Linked DNA regions of Sus scrofa: region 1 is linked to region 2. The links are chromatin contacts, called in public Hi-C maps. All regions are on one chromosome and are shown on one strand. Each heading gives the region's core, a stretch centred on a gene start, on an enhancer-like site or on the middle of the called end of the contact. The rest is flanking DNA. Distances are from core to core; before and after follow the strand shown. Region 1 holds the start of SLC48A1 (heme transporter HRG1). Region 2 holds the start of RPAP3 (RNA polymerase II-associated protein 3).

What was found. A called contact is a pair of places that touch in the nucleus more often than the background predicts.
Region 1: a contact with region 2 is called in a Hi-C map of heart right ventricle, with 2.0 times the contacts expected there. The contact joins the promoter of SLC48A1 here to the promoter of RPAP3 in region 2. A contact is called at or near these places in 14 of 47 Hi-C or Micro-C datasets (alveolar macrophages, blood, embryonic fibroblasts and 8 more) and 2 of 2 datasets of contacts at active chromatin or transcription factors (alveolar macrophages and skeletal muscle).

What each region holds. Positions count from the first base shown.
Region 1 is chr5:78,139,558-78,142,987 of Sscrofa11.1, reverse strand. SLC48A1 (heme transporter HRG1) reads right to left here and starts at 1,768. Exons shown (of 3, transcript XM_021092605.1): 1 at 1,490-1,768. The coding sequence starts at 1,625.
Region 2 is chr5:78,064,104-78,067,852 of Sscrofa11.1, reverse strand. It overlaps RPAP3 (RNA polymerase II-associated protein 3), which reads left to right and starts at 1,601. Exons shown (of 18, transcript XM_021092589.1): 1 at 1,601-1,691. LOC110260775 (a long non-coding RNA gene) reads right to left here and starts at 2,419. Exons shown (of 3, transcript XR_002344182.1): 1 at 1,496-2,419.

The sequences.
Region 1 (3,430 bases), core at 519-3,018, 75 kb before region 2:
AAAGCAGCAGCGCCGCCCGACAGGAAACAGAAAAACATTGCAAGGGCCAGAGAACCACCAGGAACACGGAAGGGTGGGGGGTGCAGAGGGGAAAGGGCAGACGTGGCCAGGCTGCCCCCTGGAAGGACGGGAACTCACAGGTGGTGGGGCATCTAGGCAGGTACAGAGCAGCCCAGCGGGGTGCCTGCCCACACTTCCTCAGAGACCCCCACAGGGCACTGCTTGGTATCGTTGGGCCTGTGTTTACCTATGCCCCTCCTGTAAGGCAGAAACCTCACCTCCAGTCCTTCTCTACCCAGGGATGGCACGCAGTAAACTCGGGGGCAATGAGCAAATCTAGTTATTTTTAGTTAGTCCGTGTAGGGCTCTTTTGGCAGAGGAGTTTCGTTATGGAATAAGAGAGCCTCCTTCAAAGTATTATCTTTACATGCATTTCTTTCCCAGAGTGCTTTTCCCACACTTATTTGATGTAGCACCCTAACTCTGGGGAAGCTGTTTATTTACACTAAGCCTCAGTTTATGCCTTACCTGTAAAATGGACACAATAAGAATGCCTATTTCATAGGCCTCATGTAAGGGTTAAAAGAGAAGGTGGAAGCCGTTTGCGTAACCTAGTGCCTGACACATAGAAAGCATTTTTAAAAATACGTTAGCAGGTAGAAATAACGTTTTGCCTTCACACAGAGAGGGTTAATAACACACCCAAAGGTGCACAGCGAGCAAGCAGTGTGTTGCTGAGCCTGGGACCTCCACCAGCGCACTGACATTCTTAACTCCAGGACATGCCTCCCCTGCCCTTCTTGAGGCACAGAAAGCTTTGTTGGCCGGGTGTAGCAGATCTTGGCCCAGGACCGCAGCAGAACGGTGGCAAAGAGACACCACTGTTGTCTGAAGACAATGTCCAGTTTCCATCAGATCCCTAGCGCAGTCCTCGGGCTGCGTCCGCTGAGGACTCTGCTGGGGGTGGGCTCCACCCTGGAAGGAGGGAGGTGGGCTTCTCCGGGAACCCCCCCAGCCCTCCTTTCCACTTAGCAGCTTCTCAGCCCTCACCTAGTCCTCGGGGCAGGGGCGCTTGAGGGGCAGGGATCCCCCAGAGCAAGTGTGTGTTTGTGTGTGTGTGAGAGATCTTTACACCTGGTCGCGCGAAAAGGGTGGCAAGAAGAGCCGGCGCGCAGGAAGGACGCTGTCATCGGACCCCGGGTGGAGGGCGGTCCGGCTAACCCAGGGGCGGCGGGGCTGGTGCCAACGGCAGAGACCGCACCTCTGCGCCCGGGGCCTCGGGTCTCCGAGGTCTCCGGAAGATGCCCAGGAGTCCGGGCCCGCCCGGGGCCTGCGCTGCCCACGGCCCGTTTTGGGTAAACACCCCACCCGCTCCCGGGGGAAGCGCCGCCCGCGAGGGGCTTCTCGGAGCACCCGCCCGCGCCTCCCCGCAGCCGCGCGCCCGAGCCGCCGGAGCCGGGAGCCGGCGTCCCCCGCGCCCAAGGGGTACCTGCGAGCCCCCCCATGGCCGCGGTCCCCGGCTGTTTGTAGACCACCGTCCAGACGAGGAAGATGGAGAAGCCGGCCACGGAGCTGAGGCCGGAGTAGGCGGCGCGGAGGCCGAGCTGCAGGCGGGAGGGGGCCATGGGGCCGCGGGCGCCGGGCGCGGAGAGCGAGCGCCGCCGATGGTCACAGGTGCAGGGCCCGGAGCGGGAGCCGGGAGCCGGGAGCCGGGAGCCCAGCCGGAGCCGCGCGCCGCCCGCGCTCCGCCCCCGGCCCGCCCCCCTCGCGGCCCGCACAGCGCCCTCCGCGGCCGGAGGCCGTCCGCGCCCGGAACCACAGCCGCCAGCGCGTCCGGGCCGTGGCCTTGCGTCCTCAGGCCCCTGAAGGTTTGGGGATGCCGCCGAGGAAGGCAGGTTCCGGGGCTCGTCCTCTGAGCTCCCAGATCAGGATATTTGGGCCTCGGCGTTTCTACAAACCAACTGCAGTGCCTCCTTTGAACGTTTCTCTCTCAATAGGAGGCACGTTCTCGCCGAAGTTTTCCGAGGTAAATTTCTTGTTAAAAAGTCAATATATGAAAATTAAGGAATATGAACGTACGCAGTGAGTATGAGTCCTGCCGCCTCTATCCATCAAGTGCCCGCTTCCAGCGTGAAGCGATTCTCCGAAGAGTCTTCTCATGGAACCCCTGGCCATCACCTTCTAACCTCCAACATCCCACTCTCACGGGCAGCTCCCCTCTCCTTTCACCTTCCCAAGTCCATCGCCCACCCCCAGTCTACCAAGTATCCCTCCCATCAGAGTCATACAATTCTAGGGTAGTAACGAATCTATAGCAGTTGTACCCTGAGCTCCCACTGAGGGCCCAGCCTCACCCTGGGAGCCAGCTGGGAAATTCAAAACAAAACAAAACACACAGGCCTCAAGCTTATCTAGAGGAGGCTCAAAATAAGTAGCCAGTACCTCTTGTGTTTATTTCCTTTTGCATCTGTAACACATTACTACAGATCTGGTGGCTCCAAAGAGCACATTTATTATCTTACAGTTCTATAAGTCAGGTGTCCAAAAATGGAAATCAGTAGGCTAAAATCAAGGGGAGATGGGTCTTCCTTTTGGAGGCACAAGGGGAAAATCTGTTTCCTTGCCTTTTCCGGCTTCTAGAGCCACCAACATCCCTTAACTCCTGAATGTCTTTCTTCATCTTTAAGGCCCGCAATCACATCCCTCCGACCTCTGCTTCTGTTTGCTTCTTTTTTTTTTTTTTTTTGTCTTTTTGTTGTTGCTATTTCTTGGGCCGATCCCGCGGCATATGGAGGTTCCCAGGCTAGGGGTTGAATGGGAGCTGTAGCCACTGGCCTACACCACAGCCACAGCAACGCTGGATCCGAGCCACGTCTGCAACCTACACCACAGCTCACGGCAACGCCAGATCCTTAACCCACTGAGCAAGGGCAGGGACCGAACCCGCAACCTTATGGTTCCTAGTCGGATTCGTTAACCACTGTGCCACGACGGGAACTCCTGTTTGCTTCTGTTATTACATCTCCTTCACGCTTGCGAACTCTGCTGCCTCCTTCTTTTCCCTTGTAAGGACCCTTGTGATTAAAAACCTTGATAATCCAAAATAATTTCCCCACCGTAATCACATCTGCAAAATCTCTTTTGCCATGTAAAGGGAAACATATTCACAAATTCTGGGGATCAGGACATTGACATCTTGGGGCGCCATTATTCTGCTACCACATCCCCCTGGAATGTAATCTCCACGAAGAGCGACTGTGCCTCTTTTATTTATTTATATATTTATTTATTTATTTTTATTTAAAAATTTTTCTTTTTAGGGCCGCACTGCAGCATAGGGAAGTTCCTGGGCCAGGGATCTAATCCGAGCTGCCGCTGCCGGCCTGCGCCACGGCCACAGCAACACCAGATCCGAGCCACATCTGCAACC
Region 2 (3,749 bases), core at 352-2,851:
TGTTGCTATGGCTGTGGTGTAGGCCAGCAGCTGTAGCTCCAATTCAACTCCTAGACTGGGAACTTCCATATGCTGTGGGCGCGGCCCTAAAAAGCAAAATGAAACAAAAACAAAAATAAGACCCAATTATATGTTGTAACAAGAAACCCACTTTAAATATAAAAACATATACAGATGAAAAGGAAATGGAAACATTACCACATTAGGAGTTCCCGTTGAGGCATAGTGGTTAGCGAATCTGTCTAGGAACCATGAGGTTGCAGGTTCGATCCCTGGCATTGCTCAGTGGGTTAAGGATCTGGCGTTGCAGTGAGCTGTGGCGTAGGCTGGCAGCTGTAGCTCAGATTCGACCCTTAGCCTGGAAATCTCCATATGCCGCAGGAACAGCCCTAAAAAAAAGCTAAAAAGAAAAAATTATAGGGCTATTTCAGATGGAAAGGTTTATTTGTTTCTGTCTGTTTTCACGGGCTTTTAAAATTATTTTTGTTTTACAATTTTATTTTGTTTTATACTTTTTTTTTTTTTTTTTGCCTTTCAGGGCTGCATCTGTGGCATATACAAGTTCCCAGGCTAGGGGTCTAATCAGAGCTGTAGCCACAGCAATGTGGGATCTGAGCCACGTCTGTGACCTACGCCTAAGCTCAGGCAACGCAGGATCCTTAACCCACTGAGGCCAGGAATTGAACCTGCGTCCTCATGGATACTAGCCGGGTTCATAAACCACTGAGCCACGACTGGAACTCCTGTTTTACAGTTTTAGACTTGCCATGAAAATGAAAGTTCACTCACACAGGAAGCAGAAGCACATAATGTTAAAAGCTTCATGTTCTTTTCACTTAGTGGCTAGGGCACATCAAAAGATAGGTCTTAATACTGACACACGTCCAAGAAAGATTCAGAGATAGATACTTAGAAAAGGAAGGAATTTACTTGCAAAAGTGCAAGGTAGTCAGACTGAAGAACAGATTTGCCAAATACAAGTACTTAAAGATTAAAAAAAACCCTGCAAAATTAGTATAGTTACCATAGCCTGTTCATGGTAGAGAAACAGTAACTTTCCCACATGATTTTCTTTTTCTTTTCTTTCTTTTTTTTTTTTTTTTAGGGCCTCACCCATGGCACATGGAGGTTCCCAAGCTAGGGGTTGAATCGGTGCTGTAGCCACTGGCCTACACCACAGCTCACGGCAACGCCAGATACTTAACCCACTGAGCGAGCCCAGGGATTGAACCTGCATCCTCATGGATCCTAGACAGATTCGTTTCCGCTGAGCCACGACGGGAATTCCCCCACGTGATTTTCATATGCACAAAAGTGATAAAATACGGTTACAAACCAGCAAGGCAAATATTAGGGATAACAGTGGGAGCGATCCAAAGCATTATTCAAGTTATTATTATGTGGGGAATCAGAACAGGCCAGGATGATCCTGCAGTTTTTGGAGTACCTACTGTGAAGCTGGAAGCAGGCAGAGTCAGATTTTGCTTTAACACACCTGTCAATCCTCTAGGCTGATTCCACCCAGAGGAGGAGGGCTCAGCGCACCTGATCTTCTGCGCACGCTCCGTCCTGGCTCCAGGGGGCGGGGCGAGGCCACGCGAGGACTTGTGGGATAGCTCAGGAAGGCGGGGCCGGCGTGAGTAGCTGAGAGTCGGGCGCGGCGGTTGTGGGGCCGGTAGTGGCCTGGTGAGGTGAGCCAGCTTTACGGTTGTCACTTTTTGCGAGGGAGCTACGGCAGCAAGGAGGCTTCTGGGGTCTCCCCGCAGGAGGAGGGTTTGCTGCTGTGGGTACCGGGAGAGACCGAGAAGGCCAGGGCGGGCGGCGGGGGCACCGCGTTGGGGCGGCGTGGCGGTGTCCAGGGTAGCGGCGCACTGGGGAGCGAGTTCGGGAGGCCAGTCCCTAGACGGTCAGCTTTGCTGGGGGTCTCTCCACCCTGGGTGCCGCGGGCATTGGTCGGTTTGTGGTGGTCAGGGCCGCAGACCCACCCTCCCGAGACCTCTGTGGGGCCCGCCCCCTTTCGGCGGGGGTGTGCAATGCTCGCTCGGATGTAGAGTAGAAAGTGATACCTCCAGGCGCTGGAAGTTTCTGGTTGCGTGCCTGGATACAGGTTCTGTGGGAGCAGAGAGGTGATGGGTGAAATGGAAAAGCTTTCTACTTCCTACAGTAACTCAATGCCTTGTTACGCTTTTATTCACGTTTTTTGAGCCCCCCCCGCAAAGCATTGTTCTAGTTTTATTTTTTTCATGAGATGTACATATATGATCAAATATGGGCACTGCCTGAAAGAAGCTTAAACTTTAGTTTCTGGGCCATGACTAGGGGTCTTATCTGTCGTTGCAAACATCTTTTCCTCCAAGAAGAATCATTTTTCTAGTCTCCTCTATCTTTCCCTCCAAACCTACTGCACTTTTTGGGCACCTTGCCCCATCACTCATCCCCTTTCCTATATCTTTTTTTTTTTTTTTTTTTTTTTTAGTTTTTTGAAATATAGTTAAGTTACGAGGCTGTGATAGTTTCTGCCGTACTTCAAAGTGAGCCAGTGATACATGCACACATATCCATTCTCTGATTCTTTTCCCACATAGATTATCACAGTATACTCTGTAGAGTTCTCTGCACTGTACAGCAGGTTCCTGTTGGTCCATGGTTCTGTATACCTCGGTGTGCATATGCCAGTCCCAGACCCCCAGTCCGTTCCCCGCCTCCCCACCTGTCCCCTCCTGTATCTTCTTTTACCCTGTTTCTCACTGCCCCCCTCCACCCATACTCCTGAGCAATTTTAGGTTATGAAAGGCAAAATTATGCTGATCTCCGTTATGTCTTATTTACTCAGCTCATTTTATCTCTGTTCCTAAAAAAATTCCATTAAAACTGTATGTAATCGGGAGTTCCTGTTGTGGCTCAGTGGTAATGAACCCGACTAGTATCCATGGGGATGTGGGTTTCATCCCTGGCCACAATCAGTGGGTGGGGGATATGGCGTTGGCTATGAGCTGTGGTGTAGGTCGGAGATGCAGTTTGGGTCACAAGTTTCTGTGGCTATGGCGTAGGCAGGCCGCTGCAGCTCCAATTAGACCCCTAGCCTGGGAACTTCCACATGCCTTGGATGTGGCTCTAAAAAGACAAAAAACAAACCAAAAAACTGTGTAATCTTTATATGACTAAACAAATTTAACGTACATTATTTCTCCTGTATGATCTCTGCGGTATTTGGCATTGTTAAGTATCTTTTTGAAAATTCTCTTCTGTGACAGTATTCCAAGTTTTCTTCCCAGCTCTCTAGATGCCACTGCTTAGTTTTTACTGGGTTGGCCTGTCTTCCTTGGTTTGTTCCCTAAATGTTAGTGTTCTCCTGTCCCCCCTACCCCCTTTGTCACAGTAGTTAAACATGTCCAAATCCCACAATTGTAGCTTCTTTTTTAAGACCTTTTAATTATTTCACTGTATAACATACTGGTGAAATACCCAACTGTATTTTCTCAAACGGCAAATGAAATGCAGAATAATGTTTTTCTTTGATTTCTGAAAATCTCAGTATCATCTGTGTTTTGGAGGATTTGGTTTCCTACGACATCTATGATTCTGTCCATGAGGATACCAAAAGTGCTTAGTAGTAAAGAACATTTTGCTAAGTTGTTCTGTCATGGGTCCTTGCTCTAAGTGTTCACCTTTTCCTTCTAATCTGGGTGTCAGCACTAGATCATGTGTTTCTTCAATATCATGTACAGGATCTGGCCGAGGGATAGGTT